Linked DNA regions of Sus scrofa: regions 1 and 3 are each linked to region 2. Evidence: chromatin contacts called from public HiChIP or PLAC-seq and promoter capture Hi-C data. All regions are on one chromosome and are shown on one strand. Each heading gives the region's core, a stretch centred on a gene start, on an enhancer-like site or on the middle of the called end of the contact. The rest is flanking DNA. Distances are from core to core; before and after follow the strand shown.

What was found. Promoter capture Hi-C pulls out the DNA fragments that hold promoters and counts their contacts. HiChIP or PLAC-seq counts read pairs in DNA pulled down with a chosen protein or histone mark.
Region 1: an H3K27ac HiChIP or PLAC-seq map of alveolar macrophages shows a contact between it and region 2. The contact joins the promoter of MED11 here to the promoter of GLTPD2 in region 2. A contact is called at or near these places in 1 of 5 promoter capture datasets (liver), 21 of 47 Hi-C or Micro-C datasets (adipocytes, alveolar macrophages, blood and 13 more) and 2 of 2 datasets of contacts at active chromatin or transcription factors (alveolar macrophages and skeletal muscle).
Region 3: a promoter capture Hi-C map of liver shows a contact between it and region 2, with 1.7 times the contacts expected there. The contact joins the promoter of MINK1 here to the promoter of GLTPD2 in region 2. A contact is called at or near these places in 1 of 5 promoter capture datasets (liver), 5 of 47 Hi-C or Micro-C datasets (blood, embryonic fibroblasts, fibroblasts and 2 more) and 2 of 2 datasets of contacts at active chromatin or transcription factors (alveolar macrophages and skeletal muscle).

The regions. Positions count from the first base shown.
Region 1 is chr12:52,150,317-52,153,999 of Sscrofa11.1, reverse strand. MED11 (mediator complex subunit 11) reads left to right here and starts at 1,797. Exons shown (of 3, transcript NM_001244823.1): 1 at 1,797-1,940; 2 at 2,126-2,256; 3 at 2,940-3,462. The coding sequence starts at 1,856. The coding sequence ends at 3,077.
Region 2 is chr12:52,103,700-52,107,528 of Sscrofa11.1, reverse strand. GLTPD2 (glycolipid transfer protein domain-containing protein 2) reads left to right here and starts at 1,395. Exons shown (of 4, transcript XM_003131910.6): 1 at 1,395-1,595; 2 at 1,691-1,755; 3 at 2,019-2,185; 4 at 2,279-3,028. The coding sequence starts at 1,487. The coding sequence ends at 2,795.
Region 3 is chr12:52,064,925-52,068,635 of Sscrofa11.1, reverse strand. MINK1 (misshapen-like kinase 1) reads left to right here and starts at 1,949. Exons shown (of 32, transcript XM_021067776.1): 1 at 1,949-2,372. The coding sequence starts at 2,316.

The DNA of each region.
Region 1 (3,683 bases), core at 548-3,047, 46 kb before region 2:
CCATGACAGGAACTCCCCTTAAGTTTTAATCTATATTATTTAAGGGGTTATTTGCTGTTGTTGTTTCTTCCTGTTTATTTTGGCCTCTGCCTTTCATGTTAGAAAGTTTCATCAAATCCTTTGTCTTATGTCTGCTCATTTTTAAGGGTGAGGGGCTAAGAGGGTGATTAGATCTATGGACACAGTTGGGACTTATCAACTATAGGTTTCACTATGGGGCAAACCGGCTAACTGCCTGGAGAACCGCTGACGTTACGCTTGGGTCTTTTCTCTGAATAGTCAAATTCTCCCGATGAGAGTCTTCTAGTCTCTTACATAGAAGGTATAAGTCTGGTTTCCAGAGTTCTAGAAACTACCACTAGTTAAACTTTCACTTAATCTCTGTTTTCAACACACTCGGGCCCAGGTGCCCTCCATGCCAAAGACTCTCTGTCTTCCAACTCCAACAAAGAAACTTCCAGCAATCTGATGAGTAGTGTCCAAGATATATGAAGTAAAGGAGGGGATGGGGGGGGGCGTCTAACTACTTCAAATTATCCTCCTAATTTTAATACTACCTACAGCCCAGATATACTGCTGTGTGCCACCGATTTAAGGGTACATCAGGCTGGTTCTAAGCTTTCTTCACTGCTGGCTTAGTTACCACTTCACTGCCAAGTCAGTTACCATGTACCCTTCTGCCTTCCGATTTCTATCTAAAGCTTTGCTATTAACTCCTCTCTCTTTCTCCTGGACCCCTTTATAAAATCCCCTTATTGCTATTTTATTAGGATTTAAGAAAGAAGTGAAGTTTAACTGAAAGTCTCCCATTCGTTTGCTCACCCTGTGCAAACTGGCTTCATTCTCAATTTTCCATAAACTTTCGAGATTGATCTTTCTTAAAAGGTAAAGCTGGTCAGAGCACCCTTCTTGAAAATCCTTCAAAGGCTCCAAATGCCTTCAAAATAAAGTCAGGATTCCTTAGCCTGCAAGCTGTTTCCCGATGTGGCTCCCCAGCCCAGTCTCCCCATCACACCTCCCCACCACCACACTCATTCACCCTAAACTGAACGCCCTACTTAATGTTCCAGCCCCCTTCACAGCACCTCGCGCTTGCCTGGGCTTTTCCGTCATCCACTTCAACCTCTCACGCACCGGTTAAGCCTTAAGACTCCGTAAAAGCAGCATTTCCTTCCAGAATCCTTTCTCTGTATTCCTAGAGATACACCCTTGGGCGTATCTCTAATAAAACACCTATCCCACTGTCACGTTAAGCGTCCACCTCATTCAGCTCTGTAGCCAGGGTCAACCCCATAATAGGCAGAGAGGGAAAATGGACCAACTTTTCTCAGAATATACTGACAGTCTGTTTCAGCTGGGCTCCAGAAGTGGGGGAAGCGCTAGGGCGAATAAGGACCACTCACCAAGTTCAGTTTTCCCCAGGTCCCGATAGGTGGCGGAGTGGGATAGGCAGACAGAGGGTCCACGGCTGCGCAGTCTGGAATACCCCAGAGCTCCCACCCTCATCACCTACCACCCAGAAGACGCTCAGTAAATTCTTGTAGAAGAAATTAAACACAGACCACAAGGCAGTGTGAAAGTGGACAGCTTCGAATGGCCTCAGGCTGGGGAATATCTCGATTCTGCCTCTTACCACAGGTGGTTAAGCGATGCGGGGGCAGACCTGACCACGCGCAGGAGCCCCTGGGAGTTGTAGTTCGCCAGAAGAACGGAGAAGGCCGAGACCGCGCTGAGCATCCTGGGAGCTGTAGTGTTAGCGAACGAGCACCTTCCGCGCAAGCGCAAACCGACAGCCACTTCCGGACACTTTTCCGTCGCATTTTGGAAAAGGAGAAAGTCCTGTCCCAGAGTGACAATGGCTACCTACAGCCTGGCGAACGAGCGGTTACGCGCCCTAGAAGACATCGAACGGGAAATTGGAGCCATTCTTCAGAATGCAGGTTCGAGATACGACGACCGGAGGGGGAGCGGGAGCGAGAACAACTGTGTGCACATGCGCCGACCGGAGACTGGGAGCCGGGTTGGGAGGGATCCTAAGCGCGCGCGGAGCGAGCAGGAGTAGGTGGGGCTGCCCCTGGGGCGGGGCTGTACTATCCCCGCCCTAGGTCTCTCTCCAATCCCACAGGTACCGTGATCTTAGAACTGTCCAAGGAAAAAACCAATGAGCGGCTACTAGACCGACAGGCAGCGGCCTTTACGGCGTCGGTGCAGCACGTGGAGGCGGAGCTGTCGGCTCAGATCCGCTATCTCACGCAGGTGTGTGTGTGGTGGGACGTGCTCCGTGGCCCTCCCTCCCCCCAGCTCTCTGTTTTAGCCTTTACCCTTCTGAGGTTCCCGGCCTAGCTTTGTCTTCGGAAATCAGGCAAGACCCGCCTTACCTAGCAGACCGGAAGACCTTGGCAGGGCCCCTCCCTTCCAGCGCCTGCCTTTTCCTCTAAAAGGAAAGGATTAAAGGCGGACCCTGCCTGCGTCACGGAGTTGCATCACTTGAGCCATTGGATGGAAAAGCCCTGGGAGGGGGCGAGTAAACCGTGTCAAAGCCACAGGATTTTCCCTTCGAAACTTGATCAAGGGTATGGGGTCCCAGATGGCTACCGCCTGAGCAGAGGAACAGGATTGAAAGAGTCTGACATCAATATAGCAGCACCCACTATTTACTAAACTTTTACAATGTGCCAAACACTCTGCATTATCGAGTCCTATAACTCTAACTACTTAACTATTTGACTTCCCCTAACTCTAGGGGAAGTAGTTATGGTCATCCCCATTTTACAAATGAGGCTAAGCGAAGTTCAGTGATGCCCCCCAGGTAATCCAGTTACCATATGGCATAGCAAATTCAAACTCTGGGAAAAAATGAGACCTGATGCACCTGATGCCTGATTGTGGAGATGGGAAAGAGAAGGGGTGCTTCATTGATCAATCTGAATGTCCTGTAGGTGGCCACAGGGCAGCCCCATGAGGGCTCCAGTTACTCTTCAAGGAAGGACTGTCAGATGGCCCTGAAGCGAGTGGACTATGCTCGTCTCAAGCTCAATGAGGTGGCCCGAACCTGTGAGCAGATGCTGGAAAACTAGGCTGGGCAGGTGAAAAGCTTGGAGGGAGAGCTCCACTTGCAACCCGACACAGAACCTGGAGGATGGAAGCAGGGCTGCCCTGAATATGCCCAGCTGGTCAGAGGCTAGGAGGACAAGGGGAGCAAAAGGTGGGAATGGAGAAACTTAAAGACCAAGCCCACCCACGGCTGTGCCTTCGCTACTCCAGCAGGGTGCCCCTGCCGGGCACTTCACCAGGCGCTGACAAGCTCAGACAGGAGATGGAGAATCAGACACTGAACCCACTTCCTCATGTCCCTGCCCCAGGCTCCCCACAGACTTGGGCCAATGAAGACACATTCTTCTTCATTGGAAGAGACAAAAGGAGAACTAGGAGTTTTGATAATAAAAACAATAACATTAAAAACAAGGAGCTCGGACTCTCACTGGGGCATATACGGGTGATGAAAGAGGTTGAGGAAGTAAAACCAGGCTGTGTGGCAGCTGCTGAGGAGGGAGGGTGGGAGAGCCTCCCCTCACTGTGGGCTTGGGGGGAACACTGATGGGGTGCAAAGAGAGGCTTGAGACAAGGATGGGGGTGGAGTTGGGCGGCCATCAGTAAAGAAGCTGAAGCCAGGAATCATGGTA
Region 2 (3,829 bases), core at 146-2,645:
GAGTACCACCACTGATTTGCCTGCCCCTCATATAAGTTCCTTTGTTTATTCCATATATACTTATTTAGGAATAATGGGTTTTGGTCCAGGCAATATTCTAAGTGCTATAAATAGGGTAGCAAGAAGGGCCCCTTTTCGGGAGTTCCCATCATGGCACAGTGGTTAACAAATCCGACTAGGAACCATGAGGTTGCGGGTTCGGTCCCTGCCCTTACTCAGTGGGTTGACGATCCAGCGTTGCCGTGAGCTGTGGTGTAGGTTGCAGACGCGGCTCGGATCCCGCGTTGCTGTGGCTCTGGTGTAGGCCGGTGGCTGCAGCTCCGATTCAACCCCTAGCCTGGGAACCTCCATATGCCCCGGGAGCGGCCCAAGAGATAGCAAAAAGACAAAAAAAAAAAAAAAAAAAAAAAAAAGAAGGGCCCTTTTCTTCATCAGAGCTCACATTCCAGTAGGGCAGACTGATGGTAAATTTCCCAATGGACCTTGACCTCTGGGAAGGCACATTTGTCTTCTTGGAGCCTAGTACAAGGCCTGGCATGCGGAAGTAGTTAATAAAAATTGGTTTGATGAATGATTCAGGCATCAACCTGGAGGTTTAAAAAAAATTAAATCTCAAAGATGTAAAAGGAGACAGCCTAGGAGTTTCCATTGTGGCTCTATAGTAAGGAACCTGACTAGTATCCATGAGGACTTGGGTTCGATCCCTGGCCTCCCTCAGTGGGTTACAGATCTAGCAGTGCTGTGAGCTGTGGTGTAGGTCACAGACCCGGCTCTGATCTGGCCTTGCTGTGGCTGTGGTGTAGGCCGGTCTGGGAACTTCCATATGCCTCAGATGCAGCCCTAAAAAGACAAAAAAGAATTTTTTTTAATTAAAAAAAAAAAGGAGACAGCCTAAAGTATATGATTAAGACATCATGCATCCAGATCAAGTTAAGATTCCATGGGGATAGGATAGAGAACTTAGAAGTGGGTGTTCCGTGGATCCCAGGTGCCCCATGCTTGAACTTAATAGATAAGATTTATGGAGCAATTGTGGTAAGCTTTTCCATTTACAAGGTTTGCACGTATAATAGCATTTAATCCTCACATGAAGTTTGCAAAATAACCTATTATTACCTTCAATTTACTGTGGAGGGAATTCAAGCACAGAGTCAACCTAGGGCTCACACCATTGCTCATTGGGGGAACTGGTTCTGACTTCAGCCTCTCTTCACAATACCCAGGCTGCGTCTCACTACAACCTGGCCATTCAGGGAAGGGAAATGTAGAGACGTGTCACTGCTACTAAATACCCCAAATCCTCTTCATCCAGTCCCTCACCCCTCAGATGCTGCCCTTTGGGGCAAAGGGCACAGGGGAGGGGGCCTTACTAGATTAATTATTAACACTTTGCACCTCAGAGCACCACAGTCTTCTCTCCTCTCCTGAAGGCGGAGGGACAAGGACTAGCCAGGGGCTGGCAAGGGCAGTGGTCCCTGAAGCAGCCATGGGGGTCACCTCACTGTCTCGGCGGGTCCCTCGGTGCTGGAGGCGCAGTGCAATCCCTCTCATTATCTTCACGCTACTGCTTCTTTATCTCTGGGCTCAGAGCCTTCGTGAGTGGCCCCTTCCCTCACCTGCTCCAGGAGGAATCCGGGACTCCAGGCCCTCAGAACCTAAGGCCCTCACTGCTCTGTCTCACCTCCTCCAGGCGCCCTCTCAGGCTGCCGATCCGGGACCCAGTCCTGCATTGCCAAAGGACTGCCACCTTTCCAGGTACTCTCTGGGCAGGGCTGGGACTAGGAGTTCCAGGTAGGACCCTGAGCAGGGAAAGTGGACCAGGCCGAGGATCTGATGAAAGGTGGATCCTCCTTCTCTCCCGTCTCCAATTAGAAGCTGAGAGTTACAGCAGGAGGGACACTGGCTAGACCTTAGCAATAATTTCTTCAGAGCCCAAATGCGAGGCGTGGTGAACCCTGCAAGCTAGGGGCTCTGCACTCCCCCCCACCCCCACCCCCCACCTCATATCTAACCCCCAGGCCCAGCAACAGTCAGGATCCCTGGAGGGACTGGAACGGGAAGAGCCTCAGTGTCTGAGCCCCCACGGGATGCTGGGCCGCATAATGAGGCCGTTCCGCGCCAGTCTGAACCCCAAAGGGGATGTGGAGTTGTCGCAGTACCTGGCAGGGTGGAGAGAGCTAGTCAGGTGAGTGCTCGTTGTCTCCCTACCCCATCCAGACCCCGCCTCTTTTTGAACCATCGCCCTCTCTCAAACCTTCCCACCATCGAACACATACAGGTTCCTAACTCCCCTCGGCTCCATCTTCTCTTTCGCCACAAGCGAGGCCTTCGCCAAAGTGACAGTCCTCGAGGCTCTGGTGCACGGTCCAGAGGCCGCTCACTACACGTCGCTGGCGACCATGGTGGCGTGGGAGAGGCCCGGGGTAGCCCCTCGGCACTCGACCCGGAACCCGGGTTCACTAACCATGCTCTTGCTGCACCGTGCGCTACGTTGGTCCCAGCTCTGCCTCCACCGGGTGGCAACCGGGCCGCCCGGAGGCCCGGACGCCGGCGCCCAGTGCAGCGACGCCTACAGCACGGCCCTGGCCCCGCACCACCCCTGGCTGGTCCGTCAGGCCGCCCACCTCGCATTCCTCGCCTTCCCGGGTCGCGGCCGCTTGCTCGAGCTGGCGTGTCCGGGGGTCAAAGAGGCAGAGGCGCGGGCTGCGCTGGCCCAGGCCGCGGGCACTCTGGAGGACGTCTACAACCGTACCCAGGGCTTGTTGGCCGAGCGCCGCCTGCTCCAGCTGGCCTGATGCCTGCTGGCAGGACGAAGGAAGTGCCCTGGGGCTGGGTGGCAGCCGCTGGGTTGCGTCTGACCCTTCGCAAGGCCTCCTGGCGCCGGGGGCGGGGCCGCCATATACCCCGCCCCACGGTGACGTCATCGCCATGGAGGCCCACCCCGGTGGAAGTGGGGCTTTTAGCCTCTCTCTACGCAATCCCGGGGAGAGGGGAGGAGCTGTGGGTAATAAAAAAGTATTCTTTGGTAGCCGTCGATTTTTAGCGTGTTCTGTGTGATGACGGCAAGCCCTTAAGGGAAATAGAAAAAAATGTATGTGGGAAGGTGTGTGTCATCCCTGTTCCCGGCAGCCGAGAGACTCATGCTACCCCTGGCCTATTTCAGTCCCTCCTGTGGCTTCAGTTGTCAACGACATGCCAAATCTCCAGTCCCGACCTGTCCTCGCTGAACTCCAGACCCCGTAAAGCCTACTCTTTCCCGGACACCGCCATAGACACCGCAAGTGCAGCACATCCAACGCGAATGCAATCACCTCCTCCGAGAAATGCACTTCTTCTTGTGTCTCCCGTCTCTATGAATAAATGACACCCTTTCCCATCAACTACCCAAGGCTAAAACCTGTGCATTTTGCCTCATGCCGAGCAGGTGCTCAGCTCAATAATGTACGTTTATTAAATGACTGCACTCCTACGCCAAGAGTGAACATGAAAATTACACATTGATAACTCCCAAATTATAACTCCAACCCACTTTCCCCTGGACTCCAGAATACGATAAATATCCCTCCTTATTCCACACCTCCATGTGGATTTCAATGAGGCATAGCACACTTCACAAGTCCAAAACTCAGCTTCTAATATCCTCTGCTCCCCAAATACGCCACAGTTCCCACTCGTTCAGTAAACAATTCCTTTCTGCCAGGTCTTTAAGCCAAAAATCGCGTTGTCATTTTGACTCCTTCATTTCTCTTTCATCATACCCATCTCCAATCTGTCAGAATCTGACCAATTCTCACTATTTCCACTGCTACCAAACTTGTCAAGCCAGTTT
Region 3 (3,711 bases), core at 700-3,199, 39 kb after region 2:
ATGCCGCGAGAGCGGCCCTAGAAATGGCAAAAAGACAAAAAAAAAAAAAAAAAAAAAAAGAAAGAAAAAGAAAAAAGAAATTATGATGCAGGGAGTTCCCATCATGGCACAGTGGAAACGAATCTGACTAGGAACCATGAGGTTGTGGGTTCCATCCTTGGCCTCAATTAGTGGGTTAAGGATCCAGCGTTGCTGTGAGCTGTGGTGAGCTGTGGTGTAGGTCAAAGAGGCAGCTCAGATCTGGCATTGCTGTGGCTGTGGTATAGACCGGCAGCTAACAGCTCCGATCAGACCCCTAGCCTGGGAACCTCCATGTACCGTGGGTGCAGCCCTAGAAAAGACAAAAAAAAAAAAAAGATACGAGTTTTAGGAAAATCACTGAGTATGGAGAACTGACTTAAGCAGGTCAGGCACGAAGACTAAGTAGGAGGCCTGTGAGTGTTAGAGGTCAGAGTTCCTGCTGTGGCACAGTGAGTTAAAAGCCTGACTGCAGCAGCTCGGATTTGATCCCAGGGGCTGGTGGTGTAGGTCACAGCTGTGGCTCAGATTCACTCCCTGGCGGGAACGTCCATATGCCACAGGTGTAGCCATTAAAAAAAGAGAGAGCATTGAGGTGAGTAATGATTTGACAAAGACAATGGCTTAGACAAGAACAGCAAGGTAAGGGGGGAGGGAAGCAAGAATCCAGGTGCATCTGAATAGGCTATAAAGAAGTGGCCAGAAAGGAGTGTCTGCCCCTTTCCAAGGACTTTTTTTTTTAATTAAAAAAATTTTTTTTTAAAACTTCTTTGGGGCCACATCTGCAGCATATGGAGGTTCCCAAGTTAGGGGTCGAATTGGAGCTGTAGTCACCAGCCTGCGCCACAGCCACAGCAACGTAGGATCCCAAGCCGTGTCTGTGACCTACACCACAGCTCATTATCCCACTGAGCGGGGCCCGGGATTGAACTTGCGTCCTCATGGTTACTAGTCAGTTTCCTTAACCACTGAGCCACGATGGGAACTCCCCCAAGGATTTTCCATTCAAACCCTCCTAAGTGATATTTACATTATGGCTAATGGTGGGATCTCTCAGAGATACCCTTGTTGCTGGAAGAGATCAAGCAGCCTTCTTCAAATTCACAGTGAAAGAAAGTCCCAGAGAAGCAAAGCAACCTGCTCAAGGTCACACAGCGTGTCTGTGGCAGAACACGAGTCCTTGCTCTTTATATAGCGTTACCCAGCCTCCAGTGAGGCTAATGGCTGGGGGTGCTATGCCTACACGACTAGACCTAAGGTGACCCAAGCAAGATTTGAAGGGGTTGGACATACATTCCTCCTCCTCCCCTCCTTGCCACCCCCTCCCCCCAGGCACAGCTCCAATGATCAGTCAATGAATAATTGTTGAAACAGTTCCTTGGTGCAGAACAAGAAGTGCAGAGACAAAGGTCGGCTGTAGGATTCCCTATTCTGAGATCTGAGATCCCCTCTTCCACACTCTCCACTCCAGCCAGGGAAGGGGGTAAGGGGCACTCCTCCGGCAGTTAGTGCCCCTCTCCACTCCCCAGCTCCCAGGTGGTTTCTCCAGCCAAGTTTTCAACTAGAGGCCCCTCCCTCGGCGGCTCCACTGTTGCCATGGCAATTAGGTGGGTGGACAGCCCATCCTATCTAGAGGCCACCCAGCCCTCGCGTGGGGAGTTACCATAACAACCCCCCCTAGTAATAGAGGAGGTTGGGTCCCGCCCCCTTCCCCCGCAAATAGAGAGGTGGGTGGCTTGATTGGCAGCTGGGCACACGAAAGAAGAGGGAAAGGGAAGGAAAGGCATCAAAGGAGAGCTCGGAAGGAAACGGGGGAGAGAAAGGGCAAAAAATAAGGGAAAGGAAGGAAACGCGTGTGCGCACGCGCGCCGGCTGGTGGGCGCGCTCCCCGGCCGCCTCGGCCTCCGCCCACTTCTTCCACGCCAGGCTCGCGCGGCCGCTCGGTCCTCGCGCGCGCCTTTCGCTCTCCCGCCTGCGCCTGCGCGCAGGTGTCGGCGCCGAGGGGGAGGGGGCGCTCGGCGCGCTCGCGTCACGTTCCCTCTTCCACCCTCCCGGTGCGCGGCCACTCGGCGCCTGCGCAGGACAGCGGGGAGGCTCGGGTTGCAGGCTCTGGGGCGCTCGCTCCTGTCAGTCGGTGGGTAGGTCCTCCCGCCGGCCCTCCCCCTCCCCGTTCTCCGGGGGAGGCGCGGTGGAGTCCGCCCCCAGGATCCCCCGATGGGGGAGAAGCGGCGACGGCGGCAGCGGAAAAACCGAGCCGGAGCGTGAGCGGCCCCGGGGCCCGGTTCCCCGCGGAGGCCATGGGCGACCCAGCCCCCGCCCGCAGCCTGGACGACATCGACCTGTCCGCCCTGCGGGTGAGCGCGCCGCCCCCCAGCCTCGCCCTGGTTCCAGTCCCCGCCGCAGGGGAGCGGGCGCCCGCACGCCTCGCGCGCTCCCCGGGCGCCCTGTCCCCCGCCGCGACCCCGGCCCCTCTCCCCCGCGCCCGCCGCAGCCGCCGCCGCCGGGCCCCCGCCCTCTGCTCCCGTCGGCTCTCCACGCGCTGCAGATTCTGGGAGCTAGTTCGGTCCCCGCCCTGGGGTGCCCCGCCCCCACACTTCCCTCCACCTCTACCTTTACTCCGGTTCCGGACCCCCTTCTCCCAGGTGCTTGAGGGTCACCCTCTGGCTCCCCTGAACCTGTAGGATCACCTCCCTGGCCCCTGACCTCCTCTGGGGCCTCTTTCCCCCCTTGCTCTTACTTAGGTCTTCTTCCTCCCCCTCCTCTTTCTCGCCTCCTCGAATTTTGACTTTGCCACTGCCTTGCCAGCCTCGCCCTCGTCGCCCTTTCTCCTCCTCGCCCGGCCGTGAATTGCATCTCTTTCCCGGTCGGCACTCCAGCCTCCCCGCTCGGCCTCACACCTCCCACCGCCGCCCTCATCCCCCTGCACAGCTCTCCCCGTGCCTGCGGTCGCGTTTCAAGTGCAGCAGTCCAGAACCAGGCATTTCCGGTCTCAGGGTCCCCGCATATTACATTACCAACTCTGCAGCAGTGTGGGGCTGGGAGGAAAGACAAGTGCACTGGGGGAGGAGGGGACGCCTTTCTTATCTTCAGAAACTCTGGCCTGGGCCGGGAAGAGGATGTTTATATGTATGTACACACACAAACACAACGCAGCCTGTGGTCCATCAGGTTTGGAAAAGCCTGGGTATTCGTGGCTTTGCTGGCGGGAGGGGGAGGCAATGGAGATCTCGGGGGGGGGGGGGGTTCATTAGAAAAGGGATCCGAGGAAACCACTGCAGCAGCAATTTCTTGCAAGTACCCATTTGTTGTCCCTCCTGGGGTTCCTGCGTGCCCTCATTTGGGAGCTTTCAGAAGCATTTGTGTGTTTTTCTTCAGCAGGGAGCCCTGGCTTAAGGGGCAATTGAGTGATTTCAAGGTGAAGACCCTTGCCAGTCACCCAGAGGGGGGTTTTTGTCTCGTGTCCTTCGGGCTTTCTCAGCAGGCTAAGGGGTTGGCCAGGGCACGATTTCCCGTCTCTGGGTTAGCTGCTCAGGAGGCCCCTGTTGAAGTTGTCTTCTGGCTTTTGAGTTAGCCGAGGAGCCCGGCAAGTAGTGGGGAGAGGCGGTCAGCTGCACGGGTGCCCCCGATATGACTGGAGGGGAGAGGGGAATTGAAGAGAGCAGAGTCATGTCGTTAATTGGGTTTCTCTAGGTG